Linked DNA regions of Mus musculus: region 2 is linked to region 1. Evidence: chromatin contacts called from public ChIA-PET data. All regions are on one chromosome and are shown on one strand. The core of a region is the stretch at or near the end of the contact, and the rest is flanking DNA. Distances in the headings are between cores, read along the strand shown. Region 1 overlaps Sergef (secretion regulating guanine nucleotide exchange factor). Region 2 holds the start of Sergef (secretion regulating guanine nucleotide exchange factor).

Evidence for each region. ChIA-PET counts read pairs in DNA pulled down with a chosen protein or histone mark.
Region 2: a contact with region 1 is called in an RNA polymerase II ChIA-PET map of memory CD8 T cells, with 6 read pairs. The contact joins the promoter of Sergef here to the enhancer-like site in region 1. A contact is called at or near these places in 5 of 39 promoter capture datasets (cranial neural crest, embryonic stem cells, maxillary cranial neural crest and 2 more), 2 of 115 datasets of contacts at active chromatin or transcription factors (the SCID.adh cell line and memory CD8 T cells) and 2 of 9 other capture datasets (liver and pancreatic islet).

The regions. Positions count from the first base shown.
Region 1 is chr7:46,585,643-46,591,776 of GRCm38.p6, forward strand. Sergef (secretion regulating guanine nucleotide exchange factor) reads right to left here. Exons shown (of 11, transcript NM_013789.2): 9 at 4,965-5,131. Among named protein-coding and RNA genes, the nearest start is that of Sergef, 51 kb to the right of the region's middle. Within about 2 kb of position 1,354, at least 56 of the 459 cell types and tissues checked have an H3K27ac peak or open chromatin away from gene starts, as enhancers often do. A contact at or near this core is called in the SCID.adh cell line and memory CD8 T cells, where this site is marked.
Region 2 is chr7:46,636,269-46,642,605 of GRCm38.p6, forward strand. Sergef (secretion regulating guanine nucleotide exchange factor) reads right to left here and starts at 3,539. Exons shown (of 11, transcript NM_013789.2): 1 at 3,445-3,539. The coding sequence starts at 3,504.

The sequences.
Region 1 (6,134 bases), core at 104-2,603:
TTTCATCCTCAGACTCTCCATAGCTTCTATCACAGTGTGCCTGTCCTGCTTGACCCTGCTGTTCACTCACAGGCTCCCCACCTGCTAATGCGGCAGTCAGAGACAGGCATGCCTAAGCATCCATTAGGTGAATGGATGCGAGTTCTTGACGAATTATGAAGTGTAACAGATTATGAGCATCTTCATCAGAAGCCCCAGCTGTGACTTGTGCACAGCACAGGACAAAACCCCTGGGTGCTGGCTCTGCAGGCCACTGGGTGACCGAGAACCTGCAGATATGGGAATGCCCTTCCTAACTTCCTGGGGTTAAAGAGCACAGTCTAGAGGAAAGGAGGGGCAATGAGGGATACACACCCCTAAAATTCTTTCTTCCATTCATTTCTCCTCTCTTCCATCAGTGAACACCCACTGCTCTAGTTAGCTTTAACTGCCAGCCTGACACCACTTAGAGTCAGGAGAGGTGAGAACCTTGAATAAGGAACTGCCTGAATCAGACTGGCCAGTGGGCATGTCTGTGAGGGATTGCCTTGATGGAGAAGGGCCCAGTCCCCTGGAGGCAGCACTGGCAGCATGGCATAGGCAGGTGGTCCCACACTGTGTGTGTGTAGAAGTAAGCTGAGCATGAACCCACATGAATCAACAGGGATCCGGCCTCCGTGGTTTCTGTTGTACCTTCCTGGTGAGGAATTCCCTGGTAAAGAATAATATTGCAGAACAGCAAACATTCCTGCCTTACTTCCTTTAGTGAGAGATGATGACCTGGAAGTATAAGGTAAAATAACCCGTTCCTCCGGCCATGCCCACCCCCAAGTTGCTTTTGGTTTGAGTGTTTTACCACAGCAACAGACAGGAAACTAGGATACCCACTAAGCACCTCTGAGGTAGCAGGGACTATTCTATCGACCAAGACTGAAACTTCCTTTTACTTATTTATTTACATTCCAAATGTGGCTCCCCTTCCCAGTCTCTCGTTCCCTGAGTCCCTCCTGCTCGCTCCCATCCCCTTCTCTTCTAAGAAGATACGCTTCCACCCTGGAATATCAAGTCTCTTCCAGATTTAGGTGCATCCTCTCCCCCTGAGGCCAGACAGGACAGCCATGGACACTGAGCTACCTGTCATGTGCTGGCGGGCCTCGTGCCAGCCCCTGTATGCTCTTTGGCTGATGGCTCAGAGACTGCAACTTTCAACATGAAAGACAAGGCCTTTGCTTGCCTAGACCCCACATTCTAGTGAAAAGAACACGGTGCTGAGGAAAACAAAAGGAGGTGCTTCATCGGGGCACCCCCAGCATGGCTCTGCTGTCTGGTGGCTTTCTCTCCCGTGTGTTCTCACAGGCAGGTCCACTGCTGTGCAGTTTGCACTAGCTCCCCCTGCTATGGTACAGCGCCCACGTGCTAGCTTCTAACCACAACAGACCATGCTTAGGGTGGTTGGTATGGCTTCAAGGAGGACTCTGTGCTGTGCTCTGGGAAAGACTTAGGGCTGCTGGGTCCCCAGAGTCTAAGACCTCAGGCTCCTCTGGCAACAAGCACTGATGCTTAGGGGTTCCTGCCAGAGAGTCACTTGGCCGTGCTTTTTTCGGGTTGTGTTCAATTCTATCAGAGCCCTCCGGACTCAGCTGATTGCTGGTGGTAGATTTCTGCGTTATTTAGGGCACCAAAGTCCCACAGTCTTGACACAAACTTAAAATTAGAAAAGCATTAAATATAGGAAAGAAGGAAGGTCATTCAGGAAAGGCAGCCTTTGGGGAGAGCTGCAGGACAAAGACACCCTGGAAACTTCCAGGTTCATTAATGGGTTTTACACAGCATTCAAGTGGTGTTTCTCCTTCAGAAATAACACGGTGGAAAGCGTAGGGGACAGGCTCAATCCTCAGCTAACGCGGCCGAGTGAGTGACTCGGCAAACTAAAAATAGCTCCTTTCCCACACGTTCTGACGGATCTCACTTCGACCCTGTGCACGGGTTGATCCTTGCAGCTTCTGCCCTGCAGAAAAAATGAGGGCTGGCGACCCTTGAGCTTCACAGTGACCCCATCTCAGACCCAAGTCTTGTTTAATTCCACGGTTCCTGCTCCCACCGCTGGGTGTGCACACACGTGCAAGTGTGCGCTGAGAGTCGGTGCTCCTCAACCAAACGTGGGCAGAATTTAAACCAGGAACATGACTCAGGGATGTGACTGCAGGCTGAGCCCAGGCAAGCCCCCAGAAACACTGACAATCAGGCCATGTGTCCTGGCTCTTCTCCTGCCTCCTAGCAGGCCTCTTTGGGTCCCGGTGTTCTTAATTATAAATGGAAATAATCATTGCTCTTGAGGCCTGTTTCACGGCACCATACTAGGATCAAAGGAGACAACGTATGAACGTGCTTTGTGTTTGCTGCTGTGGGAACGGGACAGGCCAGACAGGCAGCCACACTGGGGCGCTAGGCTCAGGCACAGAAAGACTCAAGCCCTGTGGCCGACCTCATGCTCATCTTGGCATGCCATATCCTTGCTATACACCAACCCGGTTTTAAGAGCCTGGGTCAAACAACAGTTCCTTTTTGCTGGTGTCCTCGGAATTATCATCTGGTCTTCACCACTTCCTGTATCCATTTCTACCTCACTTCTCACTTCTCAGCCCGGAGTGCCATGTTTACTGGGGTACTAGAAGCTCTTTGAACACCAATGCTTATGCAGTTGACAAGGGAAAGGACAAGACATCCAAGTTCCTTTTTTTTTTTTTTTTGCTATAGGAGACCACTACCCAGCAGCTGAGCTTGTAACTTAGCTTAGTCAGGGAGTGGAGATGTGTGCCTGCTTGGTTCCCTGTGTTGTTCCCAGGCTATCCACTTGGCTTCTTCATCTTTGGTTGCTTCTCATCCCTCTTAAGAGCCAAGTCCTATCCATTCTGTTTGTGGGTCTTTACAAGAGTTCTAAACAGTTCCTTATTGTACAGAGTTCAACCCTAGTACTAGCACCCAGTCATGTCATAGCAGGCTCCCGGGGCACATGTGTGTCCTGTCTGTGTCTGCAGCAGTGTGGCATGCTGGGACAACAACAGATCACTGACTGCTTCTTGCATTAGACAATGTAACCAACTGTTACCAAATCCCCACTATCCAAGAGAACCATGCCTGCTCTCTTCACCAGCTCCCCATGTAGCATGCAAAGTCTACCATAGGAATTATGATCCACACCTTGTTGACAGAACCAGACAGGGCAATGGACGAGGCTCCCATGCCTCGGCTACTATGCCATCCAAAGTTTCAAGTGACCCAAGGACAGGAATGCTAAAGACTATGACATTGTTACACAATTGCATCAGGCTCTCTGCAGCTGAACTCACTACACAGAAGAAATTACTACTCCATTCCTTCAATCCTGCATTAGCAGAACCAAACAGAACCAAGATGAATACAGTAGGCATCAAAAAGACACTCATGGCTGCTGCCCTTGAACTCATCACCAAGAGTCTTTTAGTCTGCTTCTAAAAGAAGCAGTTAGACGGGCTCTCGATGCTCAGTTCAACGACAGTGATACAAATAAGTAAGATAAATACACGCACGGTCACATGCATGTCAGAGCACGTGACGGAAGTTGGGGACAGCTTAAGGGAGTCGGGTCTCTCCTTCCACTCTGTTGGTTCCAGGGTTAAAACTCAGGTCAACAGGCTTGGGGGCAGGCCTCTTTACCTGCACAGCCGCCTTGCTGGCTCTCGGCAGTCATTTTACATGCCCATTTTAAGACTAAGAGGAAATGAAACAGCACTCGTGATAAACAAAGGCTGAATCAAATCACAGATACTACCTCTGACCTTTTACAAGCATGGACTCCTGCACATGCAAAAAGAACGTACTTCAGTTGGGGTGGGAGGTTGAGAGCAGGCTTATTATCGCTGCTGTGTGCAGACTGCCTTCGTGACACAGAGGAAGGGCTCCGGAGAATGAGGGCTAGGACATGAAACGGAAATGGAACATCCTATGGACAGGGAAGGAGGTAGCCAGGTGGCCCTGGGGAAGGGAAGCCCTCCAGGTGTGGAGAGGCTTGTAATTAGCCTCTTGCTAATTACAGAAGTCCTATAAGTTTATTAATTTTTTTCTGACAGACTCTGAATGAAGACTGAATTCCTTCACTAAACTAACTCCAGTTCAGAGACATGGCTTCTGATGCCTGTTCTTCTAAAAGCCCTAGCCTTTCTTTAAGAACAAACAAAAGGGCTCAGTGAAGTAAGATTCAGTGACAGGAACATACACCCTGGAGAAATTAAGATTCCTGCCTTAAACGGAGAACTTCAGGCCATTTCAGAGAACCAAAGGGACTTGAATAAGCAAGTGGGACACAATGTTTTCTTCACTGGAAAATATAAACAGATGTGCAGAATACTTAGCTCAGCACTAAACACCTTCTAGGTCGGGTCACAGCCCCCCACCCCATCCCCATGTTATCACCTCATGAGGGCTCCATGCCCCGGCCAATTTAACTGTTAGCAGCCCCCATGCTTTCCTCACATCTCCACCCAGTATGACTCTGTTCAAGTTGTTATGTTCCTTGAAGTCCTCCTGTGTCTTCCAAATGCTTCAGTCCCATCCATCCCTCACGACATACCTCAATGCCATGCCATTCTCAAAACCCAAGCCAATCTTTCCACCAACTGAGTTCAAGCTCTCACTCCTGCCTGGAATACTGGCCTCTGAGCCTCCCTAAGTGAGTTATACAGTCTGCCTTATGCTAATGGACAGGTAGGTAACCAAGAACCAGCTTTTCTATCACAGTAAACCATTAGCTTCTTGTGAACGAGGATCCCTTCAGACTCCTGTATAACATACCATGACTCAGACTGGTATATAGGAAGCCCTCAGGAAAACACTTCACTGTGAGACAGGGAAGACACCACACTGTATGTGCAGGAAGCCACCACAGAAACCCTTCTCCGTGGGTCAGGGAAGGCAGCACACTGCATCTGCAGGAAGTCGCCACTTACCTCTGTTGCTCCTGTCAGGCAATGCAGAGGTGAAGGCACACTGTTCTGTGGCCCCTGGAAGGCGAGCGATGAGTCTTGCTCTACAGGTTTCTGAGCTTCAGGAGGCTCCAACCTCCTCCCTAGCTGACCATAGTCTGCTCGACCCCAGGTAAACACCTTGCCAGTTTCTGCGAACAAACAAGATCTGAATGAAGGCTATGTTCCCCAGATGTGCTCTCAAGGGTAAACAAGAGTTACTAGTAAAATTGTGACTGTTTACTTCATTATGTTCCAATCAAGGACGTGATAATGCCTTTGAGGGGGAGGGAGGAATGGCTCAGATTGCTTGCCATGTACCCTTATGAGGACCTTAGTTTGGATCCCCAGAACCTGTGCAGAGCCAGATGAGGTAATTCACATTCCAATGCCAGCCTCCCATGGAGAGAGAAGAGGCAGAGACAGAAAAATGCTCAGAAGCCTACAGGCTAGGCATACACAGCGGGAAACAAGGACCACCTGAGACTGTTCTGTGACCATTACACACACACACACACACACACACACACACACACACACACACACACCATGGCACACATGGCCCCACACTCTCACAAACATGCATGTGTGCACACATAGAAATTTTTAAAAAGAAAAGAAGCATGGGTCTTCATACATTCATGTAAGTGGGGACCTGAGGTTCGGAGAGGCTAAAAGACTCCCCCAAGAACAAGCAAGTAGAGAAGAGCAGAGCCAGAATCTGAAGACAGTCTTGGGTCTATGACGCTCTTGCATAGAGATGACATCATCATGGGTGACCGCCATCCTTGCTGGTGGCTCACCCACTATCTCCCCGTCCCACCACCCTCTCCTTCTGCTTCACCCAGATGCCTGGTCTCGACTCGCCTCCCTCCTATGCAATCCAGAGGCCTTGCATCCTGAGTGAAGTTTTATTCCTCACACCTCCTAGAGCTTTCCCCCAATTCTATGCTGGTTTCTTGTTTGCCCCTCCTGGTGACATAAGGAGTCCTCCTTTACCCAAAGGAGCAATCCTGAAAGCCCAAGGCAAGGGTGTCTGTGTGCTAGAAGAAAGGGAGAGAGCGGAGAACACTGTAAAAGGCCGTTTGGAGTCAGAGATGCACTCAGTTCCCCAGGACCATGTGGGAAGCCAGCCAGTGCTGCAGATGACAGAAG
Region 2 (6,337 bases), core at 2,289-4,788, 53 kb after region 1:
GCTTTGCCTCCCCCACCCTCCCCCATGCTCACGAGGAAGCAGTGAGCTTTCTGTATGCAGTCAGTCAGCTAAGGAGGCAGCTTCCCTAAGCCGCATCATTTCATCTGTCCAGAGCAAAAGCTAGACAATGACTGACAGCTAAAGGGCCTTTTCAAGTACAGCACTGGACAACCCCGATCCAGATCCCCCTTCTGAACTCACACTATCAAGTCCACACATCGTACGGGTCTAGGCTACAGCAGAGTGATAAAGTGCTTGCCCAGCATGTTCAAGTTCCTAGGTTCAATCCCCAGCACCGGAAGGAAAAAAAAAGTCTCTAATCTGAAATCCTTACAGCTAGGTAACAGGCCCAGAGAAGAATTCAGTAGGGGTAGGAGTACTATCAGAAAGACCCTGTAAAGACAGAGGCCAGTAAGTGAAACAGTAACATCTCAGCAACAAAAGGTACAAACACAATAGTGAACGGACACCTGAAAGAGCCTAACGCCCACCCAAAAGGATTCTTATCTCTTCAAGTATCTACTCCCAAGCTGGTTCTTTTGGAGGTGAGTGGTAGAACCATTTAATACCGGGTTTTTTTGTTTGTTTGTTTGTTTGTTTGTTTTGAGGGCACATAAATAGGAACACTTGGTTTAAAACAACTACCAAAATATGAATACAAAACACACACTTATGGAAACCATCCCACCTCTTGGGTGCTTCCAGCCACCTTGAGCTGCAGGACCCCAAGATGAAGAATGAGACTTGTGGGGAGCACAGGCTAAGAGGGTCTTTTGAACAATACAGTTCTAACAAGTGCATCTCTGCACACAGGACGGCCACCTTGAAGCCTCACAGCTAGGAGCATTCGCATCCATTGTACAGATGAGGAAACTGAGGCCTGGAGGCTCAAGTGATGATCCAGTTACACAATTGGATGAGTGAGTTAGAAATCCATTTCTTCCATTAGTTCTTACTGTATCCATAAGAAAACAGGTATGTATAGGGAACCAGCCCAGAGATTAAGTCACATGACTCTAGACCAGCAGTTTTCAAAATGTGGGTTGTGGACGCTTTGGCAAACCTCTACCTCCAAAAATAGTACATTACAGTTCATAACTGTAGCAAAATTACAGTTACGAGGAAGCAATAAAAACAATTTTATGGTTGGGGGTCACCAGGGTCACAGCATCAGGAAGGTTGAGAATCCCAGCTCTTGCCTATTGCTCACGTACATTGCCATTGCTTTGTCCCCTTTCTCCTCCTCTTTGTGTCATTCCTTGGCACTAGAGTGCATTGCTGGCTTGACTGAGCTACCTCCTCTCCTAGAAAGTCACCACCATGAAGGCAGGGACTTGGTCTTATAGCTATTCTCCTAACCCTGAAACTGCACTGGCTGGCGGACTGTGGATGTCAGACATAAATCTCTCCACCCTGGAATGCAACACTGTTTAAGTGCACTGTCAAATAACACTGTTACAAACAACACTGTTGCACAGAGTGAAGCAGAGAGTATATCCTGGGGTTTCTGTCTTCTCTAGCTACCCCATTACCAGGCTTTCAGGCTGCTGAACATCTAAGAGAGAAGCCAGGCTAGAGCAATCCGGGGTTCATGCTTTGTATCAACTTCTGTGGTGCAATAAGGGCCCTAAACCCAGGATAAAGCTAGGTAAAGAAAAATTTAATATACCCTATGACAACTGTGTATACCTTCCTTCTTTACAAAGGGTCCAGACACAGCGTGTGCATACACACACACACATACACACAAAACACAAAACCACTTGGAACAAGATGAATTGTGTTCCTTCAAAATGCCTATGTCAAAGCCCTAACCTCTGACATACCAGAATATGACTGTATTTGGAGACACACCTTTAAAAAGGTAATTAAAGTTAAATGATGAGACAGACCATAATCCAGTCTGTCTAGTCTCTTCCCAAGACACCAAGGATGCCCATGCACAAAGAAACAGCCACCTGAGGCCCCAGAGAAACCAAAAGTGCCCACACCTTAATCTCGGACTTGCAACTTCCAACACAGAGAAAATAAATGTCTATTGTCTAAGAACCCAGCCTGTGGTGTTTTGTCACGGCAGCGGCAGCGGCAGCGGAGGCCAACTAATACATGCTCCCTGATTACGCAGCAGGAGGAATACCCCAGCAGGCCTCCAAACACACTAGGTTCAGCCCTGGTTCTGTCTCTGTCCATTCAAGGCCACAGCTGAAAGGCTTTTCCTATCAGGTGTTTTTCCTCTGTCCAAAAAGACAGCAGTCTCCAGGCTGGAAAATGACAGCAACACATTCAGTTACTAACGCCCACCCCCACCCCACCCCCCAACCCCCACCTCCCACCCCCCCTGCCAAGCCTCGTTCAAGTGCTACTTCAAGGAGTTGAGCCAGCCAGCCAGGCCAAGCCATGCTCTCCTTTCTGACAGCCTTACACTCAACAAGTGAAAGGTATATAGATAAATTCTAATTTTGGCAAAAAACATAGCTGTTATGGCTTCCTCTATCACAAGAACTGGGAATAGCTATGTATTTCCCAAACATTAACAGATGGCTGTGCACACAAGTACTCATTCATTCGTTTCATTCGCTCGTTCATTCATTCATTCATTCATTCATTCTTTAGTCAACAAATATTTCCCTGGGGTCTACAAGATGCCAGGCACCAAGAGAGACAATGTGAACACCACTGGCTCAGTACTCGCTCTCAAGAACACCTCCGCTGTAGTCAAGGAGACTGCCGTTAACAAATCATGCATTCCATTACAATTTTGGTATTTAATACTAAGAACAGCAACACCCGACATATGCATGCTGTCACGCATGTCCCCCACACTCGTGGGTATAAAGCCTCCTCTCCAATCACACGGAAGGATGACCATAGGTCAGTCAAAGTGCAGTGTCAAACCTGCCCAGCCCAGACTTCCACACCCCCAGAAGAGAAAAGATTTGGTCACAGCCGAGTAACAGCAAATACGCAGGGTCTGTGCCTTGCGCGGCCATACTCCACAGGCCTCACATCCACAGGACGCTCCCCAGGGTGATGGCGCTGGAAAGAAGCCTTCCATCCTCCAAGCAAAAGGCAGGTTCGATGACACAGGTGGCCCCAGGAGCTCTGGGACCGAGATCTCTCTGCCAAGCCTCCACGCTGTCTTTCTAGGCAGTCTGGCGGCCGAGCGCTTTCCCAGAATGGATGCTTTGCTCTGGATGCAGGGTCCTCCCGAAGTGCTTCAGTCCCTCGGGTCCTCATCCCACAGCTAGCAGTAGGCCCCTCAGGCACTGCGGGGAGACCCTCCCTCCGCACCCTCTCCTCCTTGCTGCAACCCAGGATCCTCCAATCCAGGACCCTAGCTCGGGCCGCCGCCTCCCAGCTCCCTGCCACCCACGCAGACGCCGGGAGCTCCCGGGTCTCCTCGCCCCTTCGTCTCTGCCCTAGCCCGGGGGCGGAGCCACGTACCCAGGCGAAGAGCACAGCAGCGGCAGAGACAGTCTCGGAGGCGCAGGACTCCCGCGCCATGCACACGCTCAGCCGGCGCTTCCGGGAGGGCTGACGCGGGGCGGGGCCTCGGAGGCCAGGGGCAGGGCGAGTCCGGGAGCTGGGCGCGGTCAGCGGGATGGAGGCGGGGTAAAATTAGGGATTAGGAGGGGCTAATGGGACTGGAGCAAGACGTAGCTAGGTATGGTCCTGCCCTAGAGCGCCGGGACTCAACCAAAGCACTGTCAGCAGGCACCTCGCGGCCGCCAGGGAACACACCCGGAGGTGCCTTACTACACCCACACTCGTAATTCTGCACCATGTTCAGTAATCTGGAAAACTCGCCACCTGTCCCACGCTGCCCAGAGCAGATGACCTGACAGGGGTGCAACAGCACGGTGGGAAGGGACCTGAACTGAAGATGGCAAGAGTCCAGTCCTGAGTCTTCACGAAGCTACCTTGGCCCGCTTCGCTGTGCGTTTGGGAACCCGAGAGTCTTGGGGAGCCGTGTTAGCCTTCCACAGCGGAAACCCACTACTGGTGACACAACTGGGGCTGGCTATTGTCTGATGTGCCCCTGCGTTCTCCCTACTCTCCGCGGCCCCGCACCATCTGCCCTAATTCTAATCACGAGCATAGATAATTCTCATCCAAGATAGATTTTCATACAATACAGCTTTCTATCAACGTTGTCGTGATGTTGGTGAGAGTTTAGTAATACAGTGTACCAGTGCACACTGGGGGAAATGGAATTTGGAATCTGGAATCTGGAAGGAGGACAAAAAGATCATGTCCCATTTAAGGCGATGATCTGCATTCGTAGCTCTGGCCCCTGTACAGACAGGTCTCAAGGCCTCGCCTTCCTTTTCTTCCTAGACCCTCACATTGGAAAATGTGTCAGGGAAGCTTCTGTCTAGGTCTCACCTGTTCATGCTACTGACATGTTACTGTCTGCTGTGTCTTGTGAGGGAAGCCACCCTTGGTCTTTCCTCCTCCACACTGTGGTTTCTTGAAAAGTTTGGTGGTGGTGCTTAGAAAGATCCAGACAAGCCAGGCAAAGCTGCTCTTACTCCAGAAAGAGAAAATAGAAGCCGTGAGAGATTCCATGTGCTGTTCACCGGTTTGCTGTTGCCATTTTGATCACTTCTTTCCAGCCTGTTCTAATAGGAAGTCACAACAGGGTATAATAGAAAGGTGTCTTACCAGCAGTTCCGGAAGCAAGAAATGCCAGTAACTTGCACATTGCACGGTAAGGTGGACTTGTGCGGGTCTTGTGCATGCTGTCAACAGTCTCTGGTTTTACAGACAAAATCCCAGCACTGAAGAAGAGAAGTGGGCACAAAGGCCCCTCCCTGACGAAGAAGCTATTTGCAATCAATACTTCATGAGAAAGAGAAAACCAGTTGTCTCCAATGGGACGATTGGGCATATCAGTCACCCTCCTGGGTAGGTCCCATGCTCAGGAGTAGCTGACCAACATAAAACAGACTCCATGTTTCATGTGTGGTTTTGGTTGTCCTTGTTATGGTTTGGTGAGTGTGATGGTTTACATATGCTTGGCCCAGGGAGTGGCACTATTTGGAGGTGTGGCCTTGTTAGAGTAGGTGTGTCGCTGTGGACGTGGGCTTTAAGACCCTCCTCCTAGCTGCCTGGAAGTCAGTCTTCCACTAGCAGCCTTCAGATGAAGATGAAGAACTCTCAGCATCTCCTGCACCATGCCTGCCTAGGTGCTGCCCTGCTCCCACCTTGCTGATAATGGACTGAACCTCTGAACCTGTAAGCCAGCCCTGATTAAATGTTATGCTTATAAGAGTTGCCTTGGTCATGGTGCCTCTTCACAGCAGCAAAACCCTAACTAAGACAGTAAGTTTTGTCTTTTTGGGTTTTGTTTCAATTTTTCCTGTTGGAGGTGTTGAAAGAGAACATGAGGAAGGACCTGGGAGGACTTGGGGGAGGGGAAAGAATATAATAAAACTATATTGTATAATTTTAATAATGTTTAAATATAATAAAAGTAAAATAAGGTAGGAGAAACCAAACCAGAGCTTAAAGTGCAGGTATCCAGAAATCTGGATGGATTCCTGCCTAAAAGATGAGAGAGGCTGAAACGGATCCTGATAGGATAGTTATGTGATCACTGCTCTATCAGTGTGACAGTGTGATGTGACTCCCACCCATCTCAAGTCCAAGGAAAGATGAAGCAGAAGGACCAAGACATCATTCAAATTGGAGGATTTCTCATGATGAGAAATATGATAGCCAGCCACCAGACAGGGCTGAGAGCTGGTCAGAGCCAGAGACTATGGGAGTTCTGTCAAAGTCACCATAAGCAAATTGGCAGAGTCTTAGAGAATCTATAGGGATCAAATGACACCCATGGAACAGTTGGCCACCAGATTCCCAGAGACTGATGGAGATGAAGTCCATAGCCCAGGCAGAGGAAGACACCATTATCAAGAGATGCTGAGGCCTTGTAAACCACCCAAAAGAGCGTGAACTGATACTAACTCTGACAAGAGCAGGAAGGGCTGGCGCCAACTCACGACACGCAGTCTAACAAGAAACTTTCCTGTTTCCTCCGGCTCCCTGCTACCTGCCACCTCAGGTCCTCACAGACACCAAGTACCACAATTCCACTCATCTCCCAGTTAGTGGGAGAGGGGTGTGAGGAAATAAAGAAACTACTGAGCACTCGTCTTGGTCCTAGAGGAGAAAGATGGCCCTGCTCTTAAAGTTTGAGGTGTTCATTACTTAGTACAGAACTTCCTTTTGTGGTACTTCCCATAGAATCCAAGGCATTATCCAGGAGAGAATTCTAGCACTAAACTACATCCCTAGCCCAGGTGGGACCTTTAAAATGCTGACATGAGACAGG